5 separate regions of the Mus musculus genome follow, and regions 1, 2, 3 and 5 are each linked to region 4. A link is a contact called in public HiChIP or PLAC-seq and promoter capture Hi-C data. All regions are on one chromosome and are shown on one strand. Each heading gives the region's core, a stretch centred on a gene start, on an enhancer-like site or on the middle of the called end of the contact. The rest is flanking DNA. Distances are from core to core; before and after follow the strand shown.

The links. Promoter capture Hi-C pulls out the DNA fragments that hold promoters and counts their contacts. HiChIP or PLAC-seq counts read pairs in DNA pulled down with a chosen protein or histone mark. Capture Hi-C pulls out chosen DNA fragments and counts their contacts.
Region 1: an H3K4me3 HiChIP or PLAC-seq map of embryonic limb bud shows a contact between it and region 4, with 3 times the contacts expected there. The contact joins the enhancer-like site here to the promoter of Eno1 in region 4. A contact is called at or near these places in 9 of 39 promoter capture datasets (the 3T3-L1 cell line, the C10 cell line, the HPC-7 cell line and 5 more), 20 of 115 datasets of contacts at active chromatin or transcription factors (the 230-238 cell line, the SCID.adh cell line, T-cell acute lymphoblastic leukemia and 15 more) and 3 of 9 other capture datasets (adipose tissue, liver and pancreatic islet).
Region 2: an H3K4me3 HiChIP or PLAC-seq map of bone marrow-derived macrophages shows a contact between it and region 4, with 2.6 times the contacts expected there. The contact joins the enhancer-like site here to the promoter of Eno1 in region 4. A contact is called at or near these places in 1 of 15 datasets of contacts at CTCF or cohesin (the NIH/3T3 cell line), 7 of 115 datasets of contacts at active chromatin or transcription factors (the SCID.adh cell line, bone marrow-derived macrophages, embryonic stem cells and 3 more) and 2 of 9 other capture datasets (adipose tissue and pancreatic islet).
Region 3: a promoter capture Hi-C map of liver shows a contact between it and region 4, with 3 times the contacts expected there. The contact joins the enhancer-like site here to the promoter of Eno1 in region 4. A contact is called at or near these places in 13 of 39 promoter capture datasets (the 3T3-L1 cell line, 3T3-L1-derived adipocytes, the C10 cell line and 9 more), 3 of 484 Hi-C or Micro-C datasets (bone marrow-derived macrophages, embryonic fibroblasts and liver), 22 of 115 datasets of contacts at active chromatin or transcription factors (the NIH/3T3 cell line, the SCID.adh cell line, T-cell acute lymphoblastic leukemia and 15 more) and 4 of 9 other capture datasets (adipose tissue, bone marrow-derived macrophages, liver and 1 more).
Region 5: a contact with region 4 is called in a promoter capture Hi-C map of adipose tissue. The contact joins the promoter of Gpr157 here to the promoter of Eno1 in region 4. A contact is called at or near these places in 3 of 484 Hi-C or Micro-C datasets (embryonic stem cells and nephron progenitors), 4 of 115 datasets of contacts at active chromatin or transcription factors (embryonic stem cells, memory CD8 T cells and pancreatic cancer cells) and 3 of 9 other capture datasets (adipose tissue, liver and pancreatic islet).

Annotation. Positions count from the first base shown.
Region 1 is chr4:150,486,927-150,489,626 of GRCm38.p6, forward strand. The region is part of intron 7 of Rere (arginine glutamic acid dipeptide (RE) repeats); the gene reads left to right. Among named protein-coding and RNA genes, the nearest start is that of Gm52709, 21 kb to the left of the region's middle. Within about 2 kb of position 1,360, at least 273 of the 459 cell types and tissues checked have an H3K27ac peak or open chromatin away from gene starts, as enhancers often do. A contact at or near this core is called in the HPC-7 cell line, adipose tissue, bone marrow-derived macrophages and 8 more, where this site is marked.
Region 2 is chr4:150,378,201-150,380,900 of GRCm38.p6, forward strand. All of the region lies in intron 1 of Rere (arginine glutamic acid dipeptide (RE) repeats), which reads left to right. Among named protein-coding and RNA genes, the nearest start is that of Gm52709, 88 kb to the right of the region's middle. Within about 2 kb of position 1,256, at least 13 of the 459 cell types and tissues checked have an H3K27ac peak or open chromatin away from gene starts, as enhancers often do. A contact at or near this core is called in bone marrow-derived macrophages, where this site is marked.
Region 3 is chr4:150,461,109-150,463,808 of GRCm38.p6, forward strand. All of the region lies in intron 4 of Rere (arginine glutamic acid dipeptide (RE) repeats), which reads left to right. Gm52709 (a long non-coding RNA gene) reads right to left here. Exons shown (of 2, transcript XR_003955312.1): 1 at 2,513-2,700. Among named protein-coding and RNA genes, the nearest start is that of Gm52709, 5.0 kb to the right of the region's middle. Within about 2 kb of position 1,428, at least 54 of the 459 cell types and tissues checked have an H3K27ac peak or open chromatin away from gene starts, as enhancers often do. A contact at or near this core is called in the HPC-7 cell line, adipose tissue, hepatocytes and 3 more, where this site is marked.
Region 4 is chr4:150,235,837-150,238,536 of GRCm38.p6, forward strand. It overlaps Eno1 (enolase 1, alpha non-neuron), which reads left to right and starts at 1,361. Exons shown (of 12, transcript NM_023119.2): 1 at 1,361-1,504.
Region 5 is chr4:150,086,158-150,088,857 of GRCm38.p6, forward strand. It overlaps Gpr157 (G protein-coupled receptor 157), which reads left to right and starts at 1,346. Exons shown (of 4, transcript NM_177366.3): 1 at 1,346-1,979. The coding sequence starts at 1,597.

The DNA of each region.
Region 1 (2,700 bases), core at 110-2,609, 250 kb after region 4:
AGCCCTGTGACTGAGGTGTGCTGTATTTCTGCAGAAAATGTGTAGATTCCTCAGCTTAGAACTCATGTTGTCTCACAGGATGAACAGGGCTCTGCACATGGTACCGAGCACCATGTCCTGCTCTAAGAATCTGTAAGAACTCATGTTCTTGGAAAAGATTTTCGTTTTTTGACTCCATTCCATTTCTGAGAAACAGTTGGTCCTGTCCTTTTTTCCAATCTTTTATGTTTTGAGGGAATTTTGTGATGTTTCTTTAAGTTATAACTGAGTGGTGTAAAGATCATTTAGTTTGCAGGCGGGAGTAACCTGCGTACCTGCTATTTCATAATGATAAACAGTGCTTTGTGGGAGGCGAACGCTGGATGGGTAGACAGGCTTGTTCTGCAGGGTTTTACCAGGGCCTCTCTTGGCTGCTCTGTGGGCAGGGTGACTGAGTACTTTGGTCCTCAGTATTGCTGTAGTGAGATGGACTTGTTACATGGCTTTAGAAATCTTTCAAAATGAGTTTTAATAGATTTAGGTTTATAGATAGTGTTGTGCGAGAATGAATCAGGGCACTTGAAATGTTTTGTTTGTTTGTTTGGTTGGTTGGTTGGTTGGTTGGTTAGTTGTTTTTTTGTTTTGTTTTGTTTTTCCAAGTATGCTGAGGTGTTTATAGTGGATGGTCTTTAGGCATTTGGGGGGAGGGGCATATGCATGCACGTTCACTTAACTGAGGGGGGGTTAGTGTCAGCCAACCATTATGGTTCATGCTAGGTTAGTGCTCTGCTGCTGAGGTTATTTCCCCCCCCCCCCCCCATCCTTGATCTGAACCTTGTTGCTGTTTTTATTGTTTCAGTTCATTCTTGGAGACCTGGCTGGGCTCATATTAATTACCTTAGAGGATGCTGTAATTTAATCACTTGGAGATTTGGGGGTTCTTTTTGCATGAAGTATGGCATTCCTTGTGTGCTGTATTAGTGCTGTCTCCATTGTGGCCATACCTATGTGGCTAGCTTGCTTGTTTGGTCTTTTTGTCAAGTGCGTTTTCAAAAAGACATGTGTTTAGTTGCTTCTCCTAAGCACTGCTGCTGTTTCTGCGCTTAATTTCAGGTGCAGTTATTTGTACCTGTTTTCCTCGTTCTTGTTCTTTGTTGAAAACATGGTTATTTAAAAACCTGACTTACTTAAAAAATAGAAAAGACAAAAGAAAACTTGCTGTTGTCTCCTGAGGACGGACGCTTCTGGCTTGGCTTGTGGAGTTCCCTGGTGTTGGCTGTCTGGAATCCCCTTTCTAAGGCCCCACTTCCCTGCACACTAGCTTGGTGTGCTCGGAGAAGCTGCAGAGTCTGTTGGCTGGTCTTTATTTACGGAAACAGCAGGGTTGAGATTGATTGCGTTGTGGAGAGACAGTGTGTGGATGAGGGAGGGTCACAGCACATGCTCAGTCCTGTCAGAGTGAGGGAAGTTTCAGCGTTCTGCGTGAAGGCTTAGGTCATAGCACAAGCTCAGTGAGAGAGAGCTCTGTGAGGTCTCAGCCTGCATGGGCCTCCATTTTGAGTACTTAGAGTAGAAAAGGGCAGAGTTTTAGCAGTAAGTAGAGGTGCAGGGATCCAGCTAGACTCACGAGAGCCCGTGTTAGTCATGGATGATCCATTCAGCCCCTGCAGGTAGGCGATCTTCCCCTGGCCTTTCGAAGACATTGGCTTTGCTGCTCAAGCTCCTTCTGAAGATGTTTATGAATCATCTTGCCATTCATAGTGCATGTGCCTAAAGCCTTTGATTCTGCCAGCTGGCCATGCAGAGGTGGCATTGCGAAGCATAAAATCAGAGCTGTGCATGGGGTCTACCAGGAGATGAATTAAGCAAATGTACAGTGTGAAGCTTTGTGAGTCTCTATCCATGTCTCTACCCCTTTCCTTCACCTCTTCCTCTCTTCCGTGTGATTATAGCCTGGGTTTGCCCAGTGCATTTTGTAGAGCTTGTCTGTCTTAAAGACCTGCAGAGCAGACCTGCAGACTGCCTCATTAGCCATGTGCCTTGTGGTGATCGCTGGGCCACAGGATGGATCTGTTTGGCTGTTTTAGGAAGGGTGGTAGGTGGGCAACTATTGGTTGCTTTGAAGGTGGGTGGAACTTGTTTTGATTGAGAGCCTGTTCGCTAGAGCAAATTATAATTCTTGTGAGGTGACACATGAGGGGGATAGCTGTGGATGACGATTGCAACTGTATCATCTTAGTGTGTTTTCAAAGGGAACTGTCATATCACATCAGCTTCTCTTCTGTTCTTTCTGAAGGAGCAAAGCCTTCTTTTTGGAGTTTGTGGCAATTCTCTTTCCAGCTTGGAGAGGCTATAAACATTGACATCTATGTTAAAATTGAGATTCACATACTTTTCTTTATTCTTGTATGTTAGTTTTTGCTGTGGTGTATGTGTATTTTGTGTGATTTTTTTGCATTGAGTAGGAGGAGAGTGGAAATGGAAAGGGTTTGCTGCCAAAGAAGGCAGAGGTGTGGACAAGGTCACGTTTGGTACCTGTGGCTTGATGTCTGACCATGAAGTAGCCCTCTCTACCCAGGTGAAGCTGTTTTGTTTTGTTTGTTTTTACCTCTTGTTTGCAGAGAGAGCCCAGGTAGGGGCTGTGACTATGGTTTACTAGGGAGCCAATCAGGATTAGCAGATTTTGTGCAGTGGAATTCTTACTCAGACAGGGAATTAGAG
Region 2 (2,700 bases), core at 6-2,505, 140 kb after region 4:
GTGAGAGGTTCGGCCTCAGAGCTGGAACAAAAGGATGCTAGCAAGAGAAACTGAAGTTTAATACTGCTACCTGCTTAGTACATTAGAAGGGCTGTAAAATTTTATGGTGGTTATATGTCAGCCATGTTTGGGTTTGGTGGGTAAAATTAGGCAATGACTATAAGTAACTTTAGAAAGAAACATTTTAATTTTGATAATTGTAAGTTCTCTGTGGATATTTTAAAGAATTTGTGGTATGTTTAGATCTTGATGTGAAAGCCAAGTGTTCATGCCATTAGCATTTGCACTCATTGCTCAGTTCTGCAGCAAACAGACCTGTTTCTTACATCTTGCTTTTCCAAAGCCAGTGAGCTCCTAGTGATCTGGGTATTAAAGGTGGTAGTTTCTTTGTGGCTGCTGAGCTTTAAAAGAGTAAAAGAGAGCACACACTCACCGTGCATTTGCCACACTGTCAAGTCAGCACACTCCAGTGGTGTGTGCTGCTGTGTTCACAGCTGCTTTTACCACGAAGCCACCGGATTATCTGCTAATAATTTAAAAATAGATGGGTGGAAACAGGTCTCTGCTGGGCTTGAGTGTCAGCATCAGAAGTGAATTGTATGCCTTTGAATAAAATGACAATTGAAGTTATGCCCTGTAACACGGTCTTTAGGACTTCTCAGACCAATTTATTCTGTGCATAAAGAACAGGAGGAGTTGATTAGGATCTTTTTATATGACCAAGGTTGGAGAAATTTTCATTGTATGGGTATGGGTGTTTTGCCTGCATTATGTCTGTGTAGCACATGTGTGTCTGTGCCTGAGGAGGCCAGAAGATCATCAGATCCCTTGGAACTAAAGTTAGAGCCGATTGTCTGATGCCATGTATGTACTGGGATTCAAAACTGGGTCCTCTGCAAGTGTACCCAACTGCTGAGCCACCTTTGCAGCCCTGGAAAGGTGGGTCATTCAATTTACTCATTAGTCTTTTCCTTTTAAACATTGAAACGTATCATATGTAGTTGGCATGTCATGCATATGTAGTATGTAGTGAACTTTTTGGAGTTTTTTGGTATCACCAACCAGCCAACAAAGACAAAAAATTAAATTTCTGTCTTGGTTTCTTTTTATATTGCTATGATAAAAATATTTGGCCAAAACAAGGGAGCAGGTTTACTTTGGCTCGAAGTTCCAGGTTGCAGACTGCCATGGTGGGGACAACAGAGCTGCATAAGCTTAAGCTTAGAGACCTGGTGATGTGACCTCAGTCATGAGGCAGAGAGAGGGGAAGACCAAGGCAAACAGCTGCTCAGCTAGCTCCCTTTCCCCGTTTACACAGCACCGAGTCTCAGCCGGGGAAGGGCGCTGCCCGCAGGTCTGATTGTCAGGTTGATAGTGAACACTAGTACAGTGTCCAAATCTTTCTTCAAAATGAGTGCTTTTTTTTTTCTATTATGAAAATTTAACAAGTATTTTTGGAAGGGGCTCAAATTAATAAATCTCTTAAATTATACCTATTAGTATTTGCTTAGTAAAAAATGAACAGTTTAGGGCCAGCTATAGTGGTGTGCATGCACCTTTAGAGTACTTTGGAGGCAGAGGCAGGTGAATCTCTGTGGTTTAAAGCCAGCCTCGTTCACATAGTGAGTTTCAGGCCAGCCAGGACTAGTAATAAATCAGTGGAGGAAAATGAGAGAACAGACCCAGCTTGACCTCAGAATGGTGAGAGCAGCTTTTTCAGCTGAGAGGACTGTACCATAGTCCTTGTTCGAGGGTATGGGATGTGTCATGTGTCATGTCATGTGCTCATGGCCTTGAGAGGCCCAGAAATTGCCTTTCTGAACTGTAGGGTGGAAAGATAAATCAGGTTCTTGGTTTCTATGATCTCAGAGGTCCAGGAAGTGTAGTGGGGGTTGGCTGCTTTCTAAAATTCCATGGGTGGCAGGAATCTTGAAGCCTTGGGCCTGTTTTGGGCTATGATTTTGGGGTGGGGTATTTTCTTTAGTAAGATGCTGTTTCAAAAACAAACGAACAAACAAACAAAAACAATAAAACGAACAGTTTTTCCAAAAGAAAGAGTTTATTCTGGGATTATCATTCCAGAGAAATAAAGAATCCATTGTTGACATAACAGGGAAGCAAGGGAGCAGTTAACTACAGCAGCAGGAACACCTAAGAGCTCACATCTCTAACCTAAGCATTAAGCAGAGACTGAGACTTTAAATACCACTGTAACAGTCTGTGCGGTAGGGACGATATACTTATTGTCTGCTTTGTAACATTTTAATCACTACTGTGGTGTCTGTGTCAACGGGGCTGAGACACCAGACTTCTGCAGCAGCCTCCTCTCCCTCCACCCTCCAGCCATTGAGCTCCTCCATGCACCTGCTTGTTGAAATAGCTCTCACTGTACTGACTCTCACTGTACTGGCTCTAGTGCAGAGGATGATCTCGAACCCCTTGCACTTCTGTTTGCTGAGTGCACCACGTCTTTCTATGTTAGAGAAATGTCTGGCTCTGCTTGTTTAGAGCTTTTTGACTTTTCATTGATCCAGCTTTTGTCAGAATTTCGTTATCACACTAATTGTGTTTAGTTAGTTGCCAGAGCCTTGTTTGCTTTATTTTATTTTATTTTTTTGAATTTTTTTGATTTTTTGATTTTTTGATTTATTTATTTATTTATTTATTGAATTTTTTTGAGTCCTGGTTGGCCTGGAACTC
Region 3 (2,700 bases), core at 178-2,677, 230 kb after region 4:
CTTACTAAATGGCAGGTTTCATTGCTCCTGACTTTTTTCTTTGGTCCCCCTGCACTTAGTGATTATCTATCTGACTTAGGGCCCAGGAGTGGGCCTGCTGCTCCTGTGGAAAGCAAGCTTTACAGGCTCTCTGGACGTCCCCATCCCCGGCTGCTGTCACTGACCTTTTCTAGAACACTCAGTCCCTAGCAGGCGCTCGTTAAATACTGATTGTATGGTTTGATGAAAGAATGCCTTAAAATGAATTAGCACTTATTTTTGCCAGTTGTTTTCACTTATTTCTGTAAGTAATCTTCTCTGGAAGTTTCTAGAGACATCTTTACCTGACAGTTGGTTTGACCTTCACCTGGAATTTGGTTTGTCTGAAGTTGTTCCTGGTGGAGATGGCTGCACAGCAGCTCCATAGAATGGTGTGTCCTATAAATGGGAAGTGTGTGGGAGAGCGGAGGATCAGGGCATCACTTTCTAGTAATCTTGAAGGCCAGCTGTCTCAGCATGGCCGTGGTGGCTCTGAGTTGTGGCTTTGTGGTAATGGAAGTGGCCCCCATCTTATGTCTGGGCTGATAACACAAATTCGGTGCATGACTCAAACTTATTCAGCATTACAAGTAATTTTAGTTTATGTAAATTATATCTCAATAATTAAAGAATAGCCTAAAATTAAAACTGGTTTTTCAAAAATGAGGACAGTGATTTCAAAGAAAAAAATCATTCTAAGACATTAGTGCTGGAACATGATGAAGTTTTTTGACAAAAATCCCTATTTTAAAATGTTTGTGACACTTCGATTTCTCCATTGCCATCCCCACCCCCACACTTAAAAAAAAGAAAAGAAAAGAACTGAACGTTTTCCCAGCTCTGCTTACACTTGAGTGAATACACTAATCGATTACCCAGGGATTAACAAAGCCTTCTCATTTCCTGCTTCCATTTCTCCTCTGCAGCAGCCAGTGGCCCTTTGTTGTCCTACATGTGGAGTGAGATAAGCTTCCAGGGCATGTTTGTATTAGAAAAATGGTGTAGATGGAAAAGTTATATAAATAGACCAACAGGTATTAGAGGTTACAGTCTTTGTTTTCATTTGAGTAAGTAGGAAAAAGAAATATAATTAAGACATCTAAAACAAGAAAAACTAATTTACATAAAATGGGAAATGTAATGTTTCAGTGTTTCTACTGATTTTCTCATTTCTTAACCAGCTATTTGAATTATTTATGACCAGTTAGGAGTGTTAGCTGTAATTAGATTTCTGTTATTATGTGGGCAAACTTTAACTTAAAGCAGTGGCTTCTAACCCTGCAAGTCTTAAATGCAAATGTTTGCTCTGAAAGTTATTTTCCCATGTTAACCAGGCCTACTATCCTGAAGCACAATTCAGAAAGCAGCAGAACAGGAGGCTCAGCTCTTGGAACCGGGCAATGTTGCCAGGCTCCTTTAAAGTCGATGTGACTGGTGGCAGGGGGCCAAATGTTCCAGCTCCAGAAGAAAGTGAAATTAAAAGTACTGTTCATTTTCTGAATTTGGTTTGTTGAAAGTATAGTCTTGCTGACCGCGGTGGCACACACCTTTAATCTCAAGGATCAGGAGGTAGAGCCAAGTGGATCCCTGTGAGTTTGAGGCCAGGGAGTTTCAGGACAGCCAAAGTTAGTTATATAGTGAGAACCTGTCTCTAAACAAAACCAGGGCTGGGAAGATTGCTCAGTAGTTAAGCACACCTTGCTCTCCCAGACCTAAATTCAGTTCCCAGCACCATAGCAGGTGGCTCCCACTTATCTGTCATTCCAGTTACAAAGGCATCTGATTCCCTTGGCCTCTGTTAATTTAAAAATTAACCCTGGGGACCGGAGAGATGACTCAATGGCTTCCAGAGTACCTGGGTTCAAATCCCAGCACCCACATGGCAGCTCAGAACTGTCTGTAACTCCAGAATATGATAGTCCCACACAGACATACATGCAGGCAAAACACCAACACACATTGAAAGAGAGAAGGAAGGAAGAAAGTAAAGAAAAGAGGAGAGGGAGGAGAGGAAAGAGAGGGAGAAGAGAGGAAGAAATTGGGGGGAGGGCCTCAGTAATTTTTAAGATTTTACTCAATGCCTGGGTATGGTGGCACTTTTAATTTCAGCATTCAGGAGGCAGAGGGAGGTGGATCTCTGTGATTTTGAGGCCAGCATGCCTGGTCTACATAGTGAGCTCCAGGCCAGCCAGAGAACCTGTATCAGAAAGACTGATTCCCTGGGATTAAGAAACTTGAGGACATAAAACAGTGTTGACCAATACAAATCTTCAGAATATTTTGCCATCAAACTTAAGAGTAGTCTCTGAGATACATCTTTAGCCGTGAGTTGGTCATTTTAGTTTTTAAAATCATGTGACCCTGTGATCATGAGATGTCAGACTCAGCTTGTATACCTTCTAGTGTTTCCATGCCCTGCGGTCAAGGTGTCTTCACTGTTCTATTGTTGTAAAGAGACACCATGACTACTTTATGTAAGAGAACATTTACTCACAGTTTCAGAGGGTTGTCCACGGCGATAGCAGGCACGGCACTGGACAGTAGCTGAGGGGGTGCTGTGTACTGTATCAGAGGGGGGCAGAGGCTAGACCCAACCCCAGTGACACACCTCCAAGAAGGCCACACCTACTAACCCTTCCTAAACCATCCACCCACTGGGAACCGGACCTTCCAATGTCTGAG
Region 4 (2,700 bases), core at 111-2,610:
TGGTTTTTTTTGGACAGGGTTTCTCCTTGTAACTTATCTGTTCAGGAACTAGCTCTGTAGATTAAAGGCTCACATTAGCACTGACTGGCTAGCTATCATCACTTTTATTTTTTCTCTTTTCTTCATTTCTTTCTTTTTCTCTTTTCTTTTCTTTTCTTTCTTTCTTTCTTTCTTTCTTTCTTTCTTTCTCTTTCTTTTTTTTTTTTTTTTGACAAGGTCTCATCACTATGCCCCATCTGAATTAGAATTCACTATGTAGACCAGGCAGGCCTTGAACTCAGAAATCCGCCTGCCTCTGCCTACCCACAGCTGTGGTTAAACACCAGCTTTATTTTCTTCATCAGAAGGGTGAAATGGCTCCACCCTGCGCTTCCGGACGTTTGTCACATCATTGTGGAATATTACTAGTCTAGACTTTTGAGAAATGCGTCGGGACGACTTGAGTATGAGTCTCAAGAACTGGTAGGTCAAGAACATCGAGGCCACAAGCAGGGGAAAGAAGTATTAGATCTTTAAACAAAGGAACATTAACATGGATGAAGAATAAATCCACACTGAGCTAGTACACCAGAGAAGTAAGGAAAGTTCTAAAGTAGGGTGGAGTGGCTGGGTGGGTGTAGCACAAAGGTACTGCCTTATTAGCGTGAGCTGGACAGTAGGATTCGGTACCCTCCACACAGTAACAAATGATTAGGTAATATTAAGGGAAAGGTCACTTTCCCTTGGCTACCTCGGCCTGAGACTCACTACAGCAAGGACAAAAGGACGGGGTCACCTTGGCAGATGGCACCAGAGAGCCAGGACCAGCGGCGAGGGCGCTCAGTGCGCAGGCGCAGTATCCATGCATTTCCCCCTCATCCCCCCCACCCCCACCCAATTCCACGCGGGAGTGAGGCCCTCTGGCCGCGCATCAACGTTTCCACACCGCCGGGGGCTCCAGAACCTCCCGGTGGGGGGTTGGCCGGCTGGAGGGCCGAGCCGCGAAGGTCATCAGCAAGGTCGTGGGCCGGACGTGTGGCGCCGCAGCCACGCCGAGTGCGTGTGAGACTCGGAGTACGTGCGGCGGGCTCAAGCCCTCATGCCCGCCGCGCAGCCCAGCCCCGCCCCGCCCCGCATCCGGGCTCCGTAGACCCTCGGCCGGGCCCCAGGTTCCCAGCCGGAGGCTCGCCAGGCATTCCAGCTATGCCCCAAGCAGGCTAGGCCCAGAAAGGCAGGACAACCCCCGCCCCCGTGCCCTCGCCCCTAGTCTGGGCAGGCCGAGCGGCCGCCTCGGTCACGCTCTTCTATTGGAGTGATGGCACGCTGAGCCAATGGGGAGGCGGCGCGGAGGGAGGGCGGGCCCGAAAGGGGAGAACTGGGCGGGGCTTAACGAGCAGGAAAGGAAGACAGAGTGGGAGGCGCTTAGTGCTGCTCCGGTACAGGGTCGCGCTCGCGTCTGTCCTTAAGGCTCTCCTCGGTGTCCACGGCACCCTCTTTCCTTGCTTTGCAGCGATCCTACTGCCAGGTATGGTCCTTGTCTCCACCGGGGTCAGCTCTCCTACTAGCTTCGCTTGGGGACCCGGTGGGCACGTGCACCCACTAGCCTGGGCGGGAGCCGCTATCCGGGGAGCACTCGGGTCAGCCTCGTGGAAGGACGCAGGCTCTTGGAGGGTGGAGGTGTGAGCCCCACCAGTGATCACCGAGTTTCAGGGTTGCAATGTAACCGGGTTCCCAAGCAGACAACAGCAAATGCAGACCACGGATGATCGCGGCCGTGGAGAATAGAAAAGTACTTTCTGTGTAGTTAAGTGGAAGGTTTCAGAGGGAGGGAGAGCAACTTAAACCCCCGATGCTCATTAAATCCTTTCTCAGAATGGAAGGGCCAGAAATAAGGATGCCCAAGAGGCAGAGCGCCACACCCTAGTAGATCCTGCTGGGGCTGTAGCTCCTGGACCGCAATCGAGCGTCACTGGGCGGGAGTGGTCCAGCCCATCTCTGCTGTGGAATATTCCTGACCTGTGAGTGTCGGTTAGGTACTAAGAGTAGAGGAAATTGCAGCAGTCCCGTTGGATAATTGGGAAGCCCTCAGGAGACCTCGACGCAATTAGGCAAGAGCTACAGGTTTCCTGGGTGGCTACTAGCCGGCCGTGAACTGACTTAAGATGCATTTAAGAAAACTTCCTGTTCGTTCTGGCCTAGGCAGTGTGGTTCCTTGGCTGACTCGCTTTCGGGATAGACCACAGCTAGTCTGCTGATTAGCCTGACCGATAGGTCCACTTTTCTGCCCTTGGTCTGGCGTTCAATCCAGATAAAGACAGAGTGGGTGAGATTTTCTTCCTTTGGTTAAATACGTTTGCTGCCTAGCCTAAAGATCCAAGCTAGATAAAAAGGGTGGAGGGAGGGATCAACTCCTACAAGTTGTAAGGTCTTTGCAGAGCAAAGTGTGGCACGTGGGTGCTCCTCCGCCCCCATAAAGGAACCAGCCATGGAGATGCACACATGAAAGTGTAGCGCTAGGGATGCTGAGGCTGGAGGATCACTGAGTTCTGGTCAGTCTGGCATTCATAGAATCGGGCGAGTAAGAGAGAAGACAAAAGAGTATGGTTGAGGAATAGTAAGGTTTTGTAACATGGTAGGTAAAAAGTAGATACTTTATTCTTGGTGAGTGTACAAAGATCCTTTGTCTTAGAGAAGACAAAACCACAGAAGTAACTTCTGTGG
Region 5 (2,700 bases), core at 96-2,595, 150 kb before region 4:
CTGGATCTTGCACAAGTATCTCCATCCCTAAGAAATACAAAATGTTCAAACAAGAAAAAAAAAAAAAACCTCTGTAAACTGGGAACTATGCTTCCTTACTTTTTTCTTTTCATGTAACATATTTAAAATTACATTTTTTTAAATTTATGGGTATGGGGGTACGCCAGCCACAGGTGTGGAGGTCAGATGTGGAGGTCAGATGACAATTTACCCCACCAAGTGCGTCCTGAGAATCAAATTCAGACTGTCAGTGTTATTCTGCCCTGGCAATTACTCAAGGCCATCTCATAGGCACTAATGTTTCATTCCTTAACATCGCACCTGGCGCTGGAGAGATGGCTCAGCGGTTAAGAGCACTTGCTGCTCTTCCAGAGGATCAGATTCGAATCCAGCCCCCACATGGTGCAGGGGGTGGGGAGTCTGACGCACTTTTCTAGCCTCTGTGGGCACTGCATACACATGGTACAGGTACATCCGTGCAGACAAAATATCCACGCACGTAAAATGATAAAATGTATTTTTAAAATAGCACTAATAAGGTATATAGAATAAACAAGGAACTAAAAGTATATATATATTTCAGTAGGTGAGCACTTCATTGGGATGTGTAAGGTCCTGAGTTGTACACCCAGCCCCACAAAAACACAATACTTTCATTGTAACAAAAGTTAGAAACTTCCCCAAATCACCACCACAGATCTTGTGAAGATTTCGAGTACCCAAGCTTCAGGAATGTAGGCCATGCTCTGGACCTGTTTTTGCCACCATCGGAAAGAATGTTTCCAGCAACCACCCCTCCCCTCCCCAACACACACGTAAGCAGGCTGATCAGGGGAAAGTAACATTAGCCTTAAAAATGCCATTCTCCCCTCCCCGCCTCCCCCCAACCCCCAGAACAGGATGTCCTGGCCATTTGCTAACCTCCTAGAGTGGCTCTGAGAGGCAGAAGGCAACGATTGGGACAGGACTGGGAGGTACTAGGTAAGAGGGAAGCGTAGAGGCGCAGAGGCGTGGGGAAACGCGGAGAAGCGATTGAGCTTGAGGCTGAAAGAGCATCAGGGCGGAGCAATGCGCAAGTGGGGGGCATGGGAGGAGCTTGAAGGAGGCTGGGCGGGGCTCTGGGGCTACAGGGCGGGACATGGAGAGCTCAGGGGCGGAGCGCTGGAGCTTCAGATTCGGATGTGTTACTGCGCAGGGGCGGGGTGCAGGGGCGGGACGCGAGGAGAGCGCGCAGGGTTACAGAGTCGGGGTGTGGAGAGCTCATGAAGGGGCTACCAGCTTGGAGACAGCAGGGGCGGGGACTCGGGACGAGATTAGAGTGCTCAGGGGCGGGCGTGGAGTGCTCAAGGGAGGGACCTGGAGGACTCAGGGTAGGATTGTAGAGCTCAGGGACAGGGAGTGGAGGGCGCCGCGGTGAGACCGCTGTTGTGTAGTTGTTAGACTGGGCGGGGCTGGGACGCAGGCGGGACCCGTGGGGACGCGAGCCCGGGCGCCAAATGCCCAGACAGAGGCGACCGCGGGCTCGGCTTGGCCACGACCTCTCGGCACCCTTAGGCCTGTGCACCCTGGCTGTCTGCCCTTGGTCCCCAACCCACCATGCCCTCACCCGCGCCTCCCACCGAGCTGCTGCCGTGGGAGCGCGCGGTGGTGCTGCTGTCGTGTGCGCTGTCAGCTCTGGGCTCGGGCCTCCTGGTGGCCACGCACGCCCTGTGGCCTGACCTGCGTAGCCGGGCGCGGCGCCTGCTACTCTTCCTGTCGCTAGCGGACCTGCTCTCGGCTGCCTCGTACTTCTACGGAGTGCTGCAGGACTTTGCGGGCACTTCGTGGGATTGCGTCCTTCAGGGCGCTCTCTCTACTTTCGCCAACACCAGCTCCTTCTTCTGGACGGTGGCCATCGCCCTCTACCTATACCTCAGCATCGTCCGAACTACGCGCGGGCCCTCCACGGACCACCTAATCTGGGCTTTTCACCTCATCAGGTGAGTAGGAGACCCGGCTTTGCCTCCAGGCCCCAGACCCAGGCTTATGGGTCCCGGGCCTTGCGTGCTGTGCTGTGGCATTCGTGCTTTCCCTATCTAGGTGTCAAGGTGGTGTGTCCTACTGGCAGTCACATGCATCCCCGAACCATGGAAGGGTGCCCAACTTGCCCAAAAAGTTGGAGCCAAACCTGTCTGAGCGTCTCTGAAGAGGGTGGTCTCTGTATCTGCCCCAGCCAGAATCTCCCAGCAAGGTGTGGGTGGGTGCAGAACTTGCCCATAGGAAGAGGTCTGCCATTTAGAAAGGAATTGGAGACAGTCTGTGCCCTTTGCCTCCTACTTCACCGCGATCTGGCAGTCTCTGCTGCCCATGGAGAGAAGTTCCAGTCTGCAGGCTAGAAGATGAGTTAGGTGGCTGCCCTGGCCTAAAAGCCCACAGCTTCCAATTCTATACCACAGTGGTTGTGGTGCGTCCAGCCACTCTCAGACGATAGTGTGCCAACTGTAAAATGCACAGAGGTATGCTTCTTTAAGCTTTTCACGACATTTATAAACTTCAGGCCCCCATTACCTGCACTTTCTTAGACGCTTTTAAAAAAGATTTATTCATTTTATTTTATGTGTGTGAACTGACTGCATGTATGTATGTGTATGTGTCACGTGTATGTGTACTTGGCGCCCTCGTAGGTCAGACGAGGGTATCGGATCCCCTGGAACTGGAGTT